2 separate regions of the Macaca mulatta genome follow, and region 2 is linked to region 1. The links are chromatin contacts, called in public Hi-C maps. All regions are on one chromosome and are shown on one strand. The core of a region is the stretch at or near the end of the contact, and the rest is flanking DNA. Distances in the headings are between cores, read along the strand shown.

Evidence for each region. Hi-C and Micro-C count contacts between places; a contact is called where the count stands out from the background.
Region 2: a Hi-C map of CD4 T cells shows a contact between it and region 1, with 3 times the contacts expected there. The contact joins the promoter of ALG8 here to the promoter of INTS4 in region 1. A contact is called at or near these places in 3 of 14 Hi-C or Micro-C datasets (CD4 T cells, fetal cortex germinal zone and liver).

The regions. Positions count from the first base shown.
Region 1 is chr14:78,411,908-78,418,273 of T2T-MMU8v2.0, reverse strand. INTS4 (integrator complex subunit 4) reads left to right here and starts at 3,359. Exons shown (of 22, transcript XM_077963963.1): 1 at 3,359-3,436. The coding sequence starts at 3,383.
Region 2 is chr14:78,567,023-78,573,388 of T2T-MMU8v2.0, reverse strand. It overlaps ALG8 (ALG8 alpha-1,3-glucosyltransferase), which reads left to right and starts at 3,142. Exons shown (of 13, transcript XM_077964035.1): 1 at 3,142-3,266. The coding sequence starts at 3,246. LOC114672365 (a long non-coding RNA gene) reads right to left here and starts at 3,080. Exons shown (of 3, transcript XR_003722706.2): 1 at 2,685-3,080; 2 at 845-1,199.

The DNA of each region.
Region 1 (6,366 bases), core at 2,110-4,609:
GCTTGGGTGACAGTGCTAAACTCCATATAATTTTGTTTTCTTTTAATATAGAGACAAGGTCTCTTTCTGTTGCACTGGCTGGTCTGGAACTCCTGAGCTCAAGTGATCCTCCCACCTACCACTTCCCAAAGTACTGGGATTACAGGTGTGAGGCACGGTGCCTGGCCTCAACTTTATTTTTATTGCTTCTTCCTGTTCCTTGCACGCACTTTACTTTCAACATGAACTGAAGTTCCTTTGGTTTTTGGAATGCACCAAACTCCTTCCTAAAGCCATGCATTTATTTATTTATTTATTTATTATTTTGAGACGGGGTCTCATTCTGTCACCCAGGCTGGAGTGCAGTGGTGCGATCTCAGCTACTGCAACCTCTGCCCAGCGGGCTCAAGCAAACTTCCTACCTCAGCCTCCCAAGTAGCTGGCACTACAGGCATACGCCATCACACCCAGCTAATTTTTTGTTTTTTTGGTAGAGATGGGTTTTCACCATGTTGCCCAGGCTGTCTCCAACTCCTGAGCTCAAGCTATCCCTTTACCTTGGTCTTCCAAAGTGCTGGGATTACAGGTGTGAGCCACCACACCTAGCCACCATGTATTTAATAACAACGATAATACTCGTATCATTGATACTATGATGCACATTTAATGTCTCTAAAATCAGGAGACGTTGGCCAGTTGCTCCTATGTAGATTGAGTCGTAGAAGTTCATAGTGTCATCGCTTCAACTGAGCTCTGTGCAATTTTGGTACTACATGTGTTATTTTAAATTACTATTTAATATATCTCCAAATAGATTATCCTAAAATTTGTCATTAAAAAGTTTTTATGTGCACAGAAAGACATGGAAACAGCAGTGTGATGTAAGATACAAATCTATGTCTAAATAAGTTTAAAAGAGCTGTTTCTGTAAGCATACATAACAAATCCAAGCAATTAGAAACCATTGTTTTTAATTTCAGCATTTCTTTTCTCAACATAAATAAAATATTGATTTTATAATTGCTGGCAGCTTAGATTTGATAGAATATAATAATGGTAATAATAGCAGCTAAGCTTTATCAAAGGTATTGTTTGCTAAATGTTTTTCATTTCCCTTGACATATTTGTATATCTTATCTCGGCGGTCTGGGATGCCTTTGTTTCTGGAAAAACTCATTCTTTTAAAGCCTCATTAGAAATAGTCTCCTTTTTTTTTTTTTTCTTTTATTTGAGACAGTCTTGTTCTGTTGCCCAGGCTGGAGTACCGTGGCCCGAACTCGGCGCACTGCAGCCGCTGCCTCCTGGGTTCAAGCGATTCTCCTGCCTCAGCCTCCCGAGTAGCTAGGATTACAGGCACCCACCCCGACGCCTGGCTAGTTTTTGTATTTTTAGGAGAGACGGGGTTTCACCATGTTGGCCAGGCTGGTCTCGAACTCCCGACCTCAGGTAATCTGCCCGCCTCGGCCTCCCAAAGTGCTGGAATTACAGGGGTGAGCCACCGCGCCCAGGCTTTTTTCTTTTTCTTTTTCTTTTTCTTTTTTTTTTTTGAGACAGGGTCTCACTTCGTTGCCCAGGCTGGAGTGCAGTGGCTCGATGTCGGCACACTGCAACCTCCACATCCCAGGCCCAAGCGATTTTCCCACCTCAGCCTCCGGAGTAGCTGGGACTTCGGGCATGGGACACCGTCATGCCCTGCTAAATTTTGTATTTTTTTAGTAGATTTCGCCATGTTGCCCGGGCTGGTCTCAAAACTTCTGAGCTAGGTGATCCGCCCGCGTTGGCCTCCCGAAGTGCTGGGATTACAGGCGTGAGCCACCACACCCAGTTTCCTCTAATTTTAGGAAAGCCTTCCCTAAGGCACTCTAAGGAAATTAGGTCTGTTTGAACTACATTCATTCCCGTTACCCAGCACATTTCAGTTGCACTGTCACCATCAGTTTGGGTGTCTGTCTTCTCAGACTGTAGGACCTTGAGGATAAATACTATCTTTTGTTTATTTTTGGGTCCTCTGTATCAACCTATCCACCTCAGCCTCCTGCTTTTTTTTTTTTTTTTTTTAACTATCCCTCTCTTTCTTTCCTTCTCCTTCCCTCCTTCCCTCCCTCCTTCCTTCCTTCCTTCCTTCCTTCCTTCCTTCCTTCCCTTTTTCTTTCTCTCTCGCTCTCTCTTTCTTCTCTCTCTCTCTTTCTTCTCTCTCTCTCTCTTTCTTTCTTGATACGGAGTCTCGCTTTGTTGCCCAGGCTGGAGTGCAGTGGCGTGATCTCGGCTCACTGCAACCTCCACCTCCCAGGTTCAAGTGATTCTCCTGCCTCAACCTCCCAAGAGTCTGGGATTACAGGTGTGTGCCACCATGCCCTGGTTAATTTTTATATTTTTAGTAGAGATGGGTTTCACCATGTTGGCCAGGCAGGTCTCGAACTTCTGACCTCAAGTGATCCACCCGCTTCGGCCTCCCAAAGTGTTGGCATTACAGGCATGAGCCACCGTGCCTGGCCCACATTAATTCTTTTGAAAGACCAAAACAATGAACAGCTAATTTCATGTAGGTTGTAAAACTTGACCTTGGATTTACTGACACTAACATGTGCACTACACCTTACAGTCTATAAAATGTTCCTGCATTATTTCACTCCACCGTCACATCTTTGTCAGGTTATTATAAATGCATTTGTAGTTGAGCCATTTGCTTAAGAACCAGAACTGTCGTCTGTAGCTTCGTTGCTTTATCCTTGGTCTCAGATGTCTTTCTACTGTACTATAGCTATCAGAGCAGGGACTGATGCCTCAAAGGATGGCAGCTTTTGCAAAATTGGAATAAGGGAGTATGGAAAGGCACCCCAAAACAGGAGAGGGGTGGCGCACAGCTTGAACAAAGGCAGTGCTCAGGAAACCTATAAGCCACATCGTGTACAGAAAAGGATGATGGGAATGTCAGCTGTGCCTCTTTAAATCCTTTTACTAGTCAAACCCCTTACAGGGCTCCGGGTTTTGCCTCTAGCTCTGGATCGCCCCGCCTCTGCCCTTTAACCTATACTTCCTCCCTCCCTTCGCGCGCACCGCGCAAGTCTCTTAGCCACTCCAAGGCCACCAGCCAGCCTCCCAAAGCTCCCATTGGGTTGCCCACCCTTTCAATCTCGGCTCCTCCCACCAGAGGCCACGCCTCCCACAAGCGGCGCTCTTGTTTGCGTTCTTCCGGCGCAGGAGGCTTAGGCCGCCAAATCAGGCCGTGCAGTGGCGGTGCAGTCGAGCAACAGGAAGCGGTCGCTCTTTCCCCAAACCCCACTGCCTTGTGGGATCTCGGCAAGTCATCCACCCACCCCCGCGCCTAGACAAGTTTTCCGGATCCGTCCACCCCCCCTCCTCCCTCCTAGTGTACGGAAGCTGAGAGGGCCCGCAGGCAGGCATGGCGGCGCACCTTAAGAAGCGGGTTTATGAGGAATTCACGAAAGTGGTTCAGGTAAGCTCTGGCGGGAAAGATCCAGAACCGATCCGGACCAGGGTAGATTATCCAAAACCCATGCACTTTGCCAGAACAGAACAGGCTCCATACGCCCGTGTTAAGTGCAGACTTGTTGATAATCTCTAATATTGCACGTTAGTGGGCGTGTTAGTTTGCAGCCGCTGTTGTCATTAATATGTGAAGTCTGACAGAATTTTAAAAAAATTATTAGGAGAGACAGTGTTTTTTAATTTGTGAAACTGTCTTATCCGTTATCTCATTTTATTCTCTCACACAACTTTGCTACATCGCGTTATATTAGCATCCTCGTTTTCCACATGTGGACATTGAGCCTTCCGGGGAGGTACGAGGATTCACCAGTTAGCAGCAGAGACCCTTCTAGCCTCCCCACCCCCACGTTCCAAAAAAAAGCTCTCAGGGACCAGTTGGAATATACACAAGGTTCTAAGGGGCTGAAAGAAGGGTCTGTAGAATTCCTTCAGGCGCAGTCTAAGCAGGCGGGAGTCACAGACTTCATAGGGCAAGAGCTCTCCATTGGTGGAACGGCTCACCTAGGAAGGAGGACAGTACCTTTCTCACCATGAAGTTGTGACAGGTGGACAGAGCCCATGTCAGAGCGGTCAGTGATGCTCCGTGTGTCTCCATGTAGATGTTGCTAGGGTTGATCCCAAATCATCCTAATGTCTTATTTCTCAGATTTTCACCTGGGGACGTTGTTCAAATGTCGATTCTATTTGATAAGTCAAGCAGAGGAGGTGAGGCAAGATTCTGCATTCCTGACATGCCCCCAAATTCATGCCAATGCATCGATTGCATTCTTAGATCCTTAGACTTGTAGAGTGGCAAGACAGAGCATCCAGCAGGATACTGATCCTTAAACATAACATTGATTCATTCATCCAGCAGTAAAATATGTTAATACATAATATAAAATATGCTAATACATAATATAAAATTTAGAATTTTAACAATTTTAAGTGTAAAGTTCAGTGGCATTAAGAACATTAGTACTGTAATACTGTTGCGCAATGTAATTTCCTTTCTTCCCAACATTCTGTTGTTCCCATTTCCTGAGACTGCTCACCCCTCTTCCACCCATCCTCACATGACCAGATATGCCATGTGTTCATGTGTCTGCATATCTCCAAACTCTTGCACTGGTTGTCTCTTTTATACAGAATACATGCTATTCTTCCCTTTCTTTTTGTTCTCCACCCAGTGGACTTAACATTTGTGCTGCAAGACCCAACTGAAACCTCGTAAAGAGCTTAGTCTTTTCTTCACCTGTTTCTGTAGCATTCTGTGGTACTAATCTTTTTGTACTTTTCGTTCAATGCTACTGTAATTACCAGTGTACCTATTTTCCCACCAGTATGAGGTCCTTGATGGCAGAGGTAATGCCTGGTTCGTCTCCATGTCCTGGAGATGGACAACAGGGCCTGGCTCACTAAAGTGTTACTAGTGGTTGAATGACAGTTGATATTGGTTGTCCTCTCCCTTACATAATACTTAGGGAAAAAATTCCTAGCTTTTGACCTAACTACAGCTTTGATAAGACTGAAAACTGAGTTTGAGAGGAATAGGATAGAAATGGCTAAGAATTTTAAGGGAAGAGCTAATTTCTTCACTTAATTTTTCATCAGTTGTTAACATAGAGTGATTAAATGAGATCTTAGTGCTTCTGTTCTTTTTTCTCCGCTGAAAAGATGAGGAAGGAGAACTGATATGTGCCTAGCACTTACGTATATGTATAATAAAGTTATGTTTAGTAACTTAGATTTATCGAATAACTCTGTGATAATAAAGTATTGGTATGCCCTCCTATAAAAGAAGGCCTTCCCTAGCTAGTAAGTTGTTATTGAATATAAATTCCTCTGACTCCAAAGCCCTTGTTCTTTTTGTCATGTCATACTGTGTTCTTGTCTAGAATAATTCTAGTCTCTTTTCTATGGAAATGTGGATTTGTAAGGAGGTGATTGCTCAGTACATAAAAATGCACTGTTAAGGAAATTTATTTTATTTTATTGTTATTATTATTATTTTTTAAATAGAGACAGGGTTTCACCATGTTGCCCAGGCTGGTCTCGAACTCCTGGGCTCAAGGGATCCTCCTGCCTTAGCCTCCCAAAGTGCTAGGATTACAGGTGTAAGCTGCTACGCCCATCCGATATTTGTTTCCTTTTCTTTTGTTTTGAGATGGAATTTTGCCCTTTTCGTGCAAACTGGTGTGCAGTTGCACGATCCTGGCTCACTGTAACTTCTGCCTCTTGGGTTCACACGTTCCTCAGCCTTCTGCATAGCTGGGACTGCAGGCATACACCACTACCCCCAGCTAATTTTTGTATTTTTAGTAGAGACGGGGTTTTGCCATGTTGGCCAGGCTGGTCTTGAACTCCTGGCCCCAAGTGATCCGCCTGCCTCAGCCTCTCAGAGTGCTGGGATTACAGGCGTGAGCCACTACGCCCTGTCTGATATTTGTTTTCTAATAAAGAATGGACTCTGAGAGACTGAAACAGAGGGATCACTTGAGGCCAGGAGTTTGAAACCAGCCTGGGTAACATGGAAAAACCTGTCTCTACTAAAAATACAAAAATTAGCTGGGTGTGGTGACACGCATCTGTAATCACAGCTAGCTGGGAGTCAGGGAGGTGAATTGCTTGAACCTAGTAGGTGGAGGTGGCACATACCTACAATCCCAGCGTGTTGGGTGTCAGTCAGAGAATTATTTGAACCTAGGAGGTGGAGATCGTAGCAAGCCAAGATTGCACCATTGCACTCCCGCCTGCGCGACAGTGTCTTGCTCTGTCTCAAAAAAATGGAGTAGATCCTTCGTGTTACCTCTAAACCCAAAGGCTACCACAATCCTCAGAGATAGGTAGAGCAAAATGTTGGTGTAAGGCTGGGCATGGTGGCTCATGCTTGTAATC
Region 2 (6,366 bases), core at 1,893-4,392, 160 kb before region 1:
GTCTCAAACCCCTGACCTCAGGTGATTCACCTGCCTAGGCCTACCAAAGTGCTGGGATCACAGCATGAGCCACCATGCTTGGCCTGTTTTTGCTTTTTTTGAGACAGTCTCACTCTGTCGCCCAGGCTGGAGTGCAGTGGTGTCATCTCAGCTCACTGCAACCTCTGCCTCCCAGGTTCCAGCAATTCTCCTGCCTCAGCCTCCTGAGTAGCTGGGACTACAGGCACATACCACCAAGCCTGGCTAATTTTTGTATATTTAGTAGAGTAGGGTTTCACCATGTTGGCCAGGCTGGTCTTGAACTCCTGACCTCAGGTGATGCACCCGCCTGAGCCTCTCAAAGTGCTGGGCTTACAGCCATGAACCACCTCACCCGATCTATTTTTGCATTTGTTTATGCGTTTGTTTGTTTTTCTTCCTCCTTTGAGATTCTAATGAACATGATCACACTACAAGTAAGGTCAGAAGTTGGGTGAAGAACACTCTGAAAGCTGTTTTGGTCATCCAAGATTGTTAAAAATGCCTGACCTCTAAAAATATGTACAAAGATATAAAGTAGAAACAAAAAATATAGACCAATTTTTCTTTTAAAAAATGCTTTTGGCTGGGTGTGGTGGCTCACGCTTGTAATCCCAGCACTTTGGGAAGGCCAAGGCAGGTGGATCACGAGGTCAGGAGTTCAAGACCAGCCTGGCCAACATGGTGAAACCCCATCTCTCCTAAAAATACAAAAATTAGCTGAGTGTAGTGGCATGCGCCTGTAACCCCAGCTACTTGGGAGGCTGAGGCAGAGAATTGCTTAAACCCAGGAGGCAGAGGCTGCAGAGAGCCGAGATTGTGCCACTACACTCCAGGCAATAGAGTGAGACTCCATCTCCAAGAAAAAAAAAATGCTTTGAATAAAAAATGCAAGGCCTTGGAAGTTTGGGTTCTTTTTTCCTCTCCTGTTGCAGATTCACATTACAGTTTTGGATGGGTGGTAGAAAGTGCATGTCACCTTCGGTGGCACTGTCTGCAGTGGGTGGGCCTCTCTACTGGTAGGTGACCACCTTTAGATACTGAGACAGCAAGTATGAGTAGCCTTCTTTTACCTTCTTTTAACTTTTCCTTTTTTGCTGTCTGGTCATCCTCATTGGTATTCTGCTTCTCGGTGTCAAGATCATCTTCATCATCATCTTCAGCTGCCCATTTGACCGTAGCTATTACAGGAAAGTAATCGATTGTAAGGATGGAAGGAGGTTGGAGTGATGTGAGGAAGGGGCCAAGGAATACAGGCAACTTCTAAAAGCTGAAAAAGGCAAGAAAAACCATCTCCCTGCAGAGCCTCTGGAAGCAGCCAATCCAAATGACACCTTGACTTTAGCCCAGTGAGACTGATTTTAAATTTCTGGTTTACAGAACTGTAAGAGAATAAATTTGTGTTGTTTTAAGCTACTAAGTTTATGGTAATTTGTTACAGCAGAAATAGAAAATTAATGCAAAGTGCCTTTAAAACATCTAAGTAGCTGGGCATGGTGGCACACAACTGTAATCCCAATACTTTGGGAGGCTAAGGCAGGAATATCACTTGAGCCCAGGAGTTTGAGACCAGCAAGGACAACATAGGGAGATCCCATCTCTACACACACACACACACACACACACACACACGTTGCCACATCCCTGTGGTCCCAGTTACTCAAGAGGCTGAGGTGGGGAGGACTGCTTGAGCCCAGGAGGTCAAGGTGGCAATGATCTGTGTTTGCACTATTGCCCTCCAACCTGGGCCACAAAATGAGACCCTGTCTCTCAAAAACAAAACGAAAACATCTACGTGAGGTCAGGTAGTCAACTGGAGATCAGGGTCTGGAAGTGAGAGGAGTGCTGAGCTATAAATCTGTGCATCATATTCACATGGGTGGCGGTTGAAGCTGTGGGAGGGCATAAACTCATATTAGGGAGGTGACACTGTCACCGACTTGCTATGCATCTTTCAGCAAGATAATTAACTGATCTGACACATTATTGAGCATTTATTCTGTCCTGGAATCATATCAAGCAATTTATATGCATCCTTATTTAATCCTCACAACCACTTTATGAGGCTGAAACTTTTTTTTGAGACGGAGTTTCGCTCTGGTCTCCCAGGCTGGAGTGCAATGGCGCGATCTCAGCTCACTGCAACCTCCGCCTCCCACGTTCAAGTGATTCTCTAGCTTCAGCCTCCAGAGTAAGTGGAATTACAGGCGCCCGCCACCATGCTTGACTAATTTTTTTAAAAATTTTTAATTAAGTGTTGGCCAGGCTGATCTCAAACTCCTGAACTCAGGTGATTCGCCCGCCTCGGCCTCCCAGTGTTGGGATTACAGGCGTGAGCACCGCGTCCGGCCAGAAACCATTTTTATCTCCTATTTTCAAAAAAAAAATAATAAAAGAAAAAAAGAAACTGAGGTTTAGATAATTTGTCCAAGATCACACAGTAAAATAATGAGACAAGTCTAATTCCATTGCATGTGCCTCAGTCTTTTCGCAATCTGCGACTTTATTGGGCCTACTGAATCAGAATCTGAATTTTAACATGAACCGTAGGTTATCTGTACAGTAAGCGTTAGGACTAGCCTCCACCCTGCTTCCAGAATGGGTTCCGCTCAAGGAGGAGCTGAGCCAAGAGCCTCGCTCAGAGTTCTAAAAACAATGTTTCTCACCTCTGTATCTTTGCACATGCCATTCTCTAGCTGGATTTAATACTCCGGTGCAGGCATCCAGGTTGGGAGCCCCCGCAGTTCTCTCATGGTACTTTTATCTACTGTAACTCTAGGGCAACAATCCTGACTTCTCCACTAGTGCATGCACGTCTCTAGCGTTGTTTTTTTTTTCCTCACCTAAGTATCCCCAATACTACACAGTGATGACTCAGAGCAAACGACCACTCTTTCTATGCAAGTATGAACTAGCCGATAAAACTTAAAACTGGCTACAAAGGCCAGGGCAGAAGCCCTTCCTGCCCGGGGGGAAACGCGGCTGTAAAGAAAAAGTGGCCGGGAGGTTTAAATCGCTGACTGCAGTCCTCGGACTGGCTGCGCGGCTCGCCGCATGCGCGCAGCTCGCGGGCTCCGCTTCAGTGGGCCTTCTCCGCATGCGCGGGATCCCGGATGTGGATCAAGTTGGTAGGAAGCGTGCGGTGCCGCAGCAATGGCGGCGTTCACAATTGCCGCGGGGACTGGCAATTGGTTTTCGGCTTTGGCGCTCGGGGTGACTCTCCTCAAATGCCTTCTCATCCCCACCTAGTAAGGGACTCCCACGGCCAGGGGCTGGGCGGGGAGGCCCCGCGGTCGGTCAGGGCGGGAGAGAGAGGTGTGGATATCCCTAGTTATAAAGAGAAGGAACTTAAGGTCGTGTTTGTCGGTACCCTGCTTTTGCTAAGCTTTCCGTTTCGTCGTTTGTTACTTGACTTAGCCTCAGCTGGCTAGGTTCAGACCTGGCGCTGTCGGATTTGGAACAAGTCACTTTAATGTTTCTGAACCTCAGGGTCCTTATCCTTAATATGCATTTAAGAACCTTTCGAACAGCCATTCAGCCACTATTAACAGGTGCCTGAGGTGCCAGGTACCCTTCTAACTCCCGAGAGGTGCGGTGGTGAGCAAGACATTACTGGTCCTTGCTCTCGAAGTTGGTGGGTGGAACTAGACAAACAGGAACGTTTCAGATTGTGATAAAGGAAATAGAGGGTTACTAAGTGGCTGGGCGCTACTCCTTTAGAAGGTGATGTTTGAGTTGAAATTCAAAAAATGAAAAAAGAATAAGTGATGTGGAAAGCAGTTCAGGCATAGTAAAGAGTAAGTTCAATGGCCCTGTGGCAGGAAAGAAGTCAGAGCATTTTAGGAACACAAAGTGCCTCTTGTGGCTGCAGAGCATTGAAGAAGAGGAGTGGCACAGGATGGGGTGCACAGGGGACAGATAACACAGGGTTTCGAAGACCACAGTTAGACTGCTGTGTAAAAAATGGATGTAGGGCCAAGACTGAAAGCGTGGAAACCAAGAAGCAACCATCAAATGGTGGTGTGTATACAGTAGGTACTCAATATTTATTAATATTAGCTTCCACCCTGCCTCCATCCTTCCTCTTTTTTCTTTTTCTCCCTCATCCCTTTTCTCCTTTCCCTCCCACTTCCTAGTTTAGGGTTTGTTTTATTGGTATCCTTTGATTCAGGCTCTTGGTGATTTCTTGTTGAGTATGGGAGAGTCGTATGTATAGAATGTAAGTCTATACTGATGTGTATATGTAATCATATAAGTGGAATGTGTATGTAGATTCAGTAAAATGATTAACTGTAGGTCTGTGCATTAAGAAGATATTTCTTGCTTTAGTTGCCTCGGGCTAGAAATGTATCCTCAGAGTTGTTTTTTTTTTTGTTTCTTTGTTATTATTTTGTTTTTGAGACAGGCTTGCCCCACCTTGTCACCGAGACTGGAGTGCAGTGGTACGATCTCAGCTTACTGCAACCCCTGCCTCCCGGGTTCAAATGATTCTCCTGCCTCAGCCTCCTGAGTACCTGGGATTACAGGCGTGCACCACCGCGCCAGGCTAATTTTTGTATTTTTAGTGGAGATGGGTTTCACGATGATGGCCGGGAGCTGGTCTCAAACTCCTGACCTCAAGTGGTCCACACCTGCCTTGGCCTCCCATAATGTTGGGATTACAGGCGTGAGCCACCATGCCTGGCCAGGGTTGTTATTTTGAATACTGCTCTTGGTCCAGGTTAAGAATGTATATAGCACTCACTTTGGCAGCACATGTACAGGAATACCTCATTTTTTGCACTTTGCTTTATTGCACTTCACAGATACTGCATTTTCATTTTTTTTAAACAAATTGAAGGCTGTGGTAACTCTCCATTGAGCAACTCTATCAACGCCATTTTTCTAACATCATGTGCTCATTTTGTGTCTGTGTTACATTTTGGTAAATCTTGAAATATTTCACACTTTTTCATTACTATTATATTTGTTACGATGATCTGTAATCAGTGATCTTTGATATTACTATTCTGATTGCTTTGGGGCAACACTATGGTGAATTTAATAAATGCTGTGTGTTCCGACTGCTCTACCAACCAGCTGTTCCACCATCTCTCTCCCTATCCTCAGGCCTCCCTATTGACTGAGATACAATAATAAAATTAGGCCAATTAATAGCCCTACAGAGGCCTCTAAGTTTTCAAGTGAGAGGAAGAGTCACATATCTGTGACTTTAAATCAAAAGCTCGAAATGATTGAGCTTGATGAGGAAGGCATCCTGAAAGCCAAGACAGGCTGAAAGGTAGGCCCATTGTGCCAAACAGCCAAGTTGTGAGTGCAGAGGAAAAGTTCTTGAAGGAAACTAAAAGTGCTACTCCAGTGAATACACAAGTGATAAGAAAGTAAAACAACCTTGATGATATGGAGAACATTTTAGTGGTCTGGATAGATCAAACCAGCCATAACATTCTCTTAACCAAAACCTTATCCACATCAAGGCCCTAACGCTTCAATTCTTTGAAGCCTAAGAGAAGTGAGGAAGTTGCAGAAGAAAATTTGGAAGCTACCAGAGGTGGGTTCATGAGGTTTAAGAAAAGAAGCCATCAACCAGGCACGGTGGCTCGTGCCTGTAATCCTAGCACTTTGGGAGGCCAAGATGGGTGGATCACCAGAGGACCAACATGGAGAAACCCCGTCTCTACTAAAAATACAAAATTAGCCGGGCATGGTGGAGCATGCCTGTAATCCCAGCTACTTGGGAGGCTGAGGCAGGAGAATCACTTGAACCTGGAGGTTGCAGTGAGCTGAGATCGCGCTATTGCACTCCAGCCTGGACAACAAGAGCGAAACTCCATCTCAAAAAAAAAAAAAAGAGAAAGAAAAGAGGCTGGGCGCGGTGTCTCAAGCCTGTAATCCCAGCACTTTGGGAGGCCAAGATGGGCGGATCACGAGGTCAGGAGATCGAGACCATCCTGGCTAACACAGTGAAACCCCGTCTCTACTAAAAAATACAAAAAACTAGCCGGGCGAGGTGGCGGGCGCCTGTAGTCCCAGCTACTCGGGAGGCTGAGGCAGGAGAATGGCGTAAATCCGGGAGGCGGAGCTTGCAGTGAGCCGAGATCCGGCCACTGCACTCCAGCCTGGGCAACAGAGCGAGACTCCGCCTCAAAAAAAAAAAAAAAAGAAAGAAAAGAAGCCATCTCCATAATAAAGTACAAGGTGAAGCAGCAAGTGTTGATGTAGAAGCTGCAGTAAGTTTTCTAGATCTAGCTAAGATCACTGATTAAGGTGGCTACACTAAACAATAGATTTTCAAGGTAGAAGAAACAGACTTACATTGGAAGATGCCATCTAGGACATCTAGTTGAA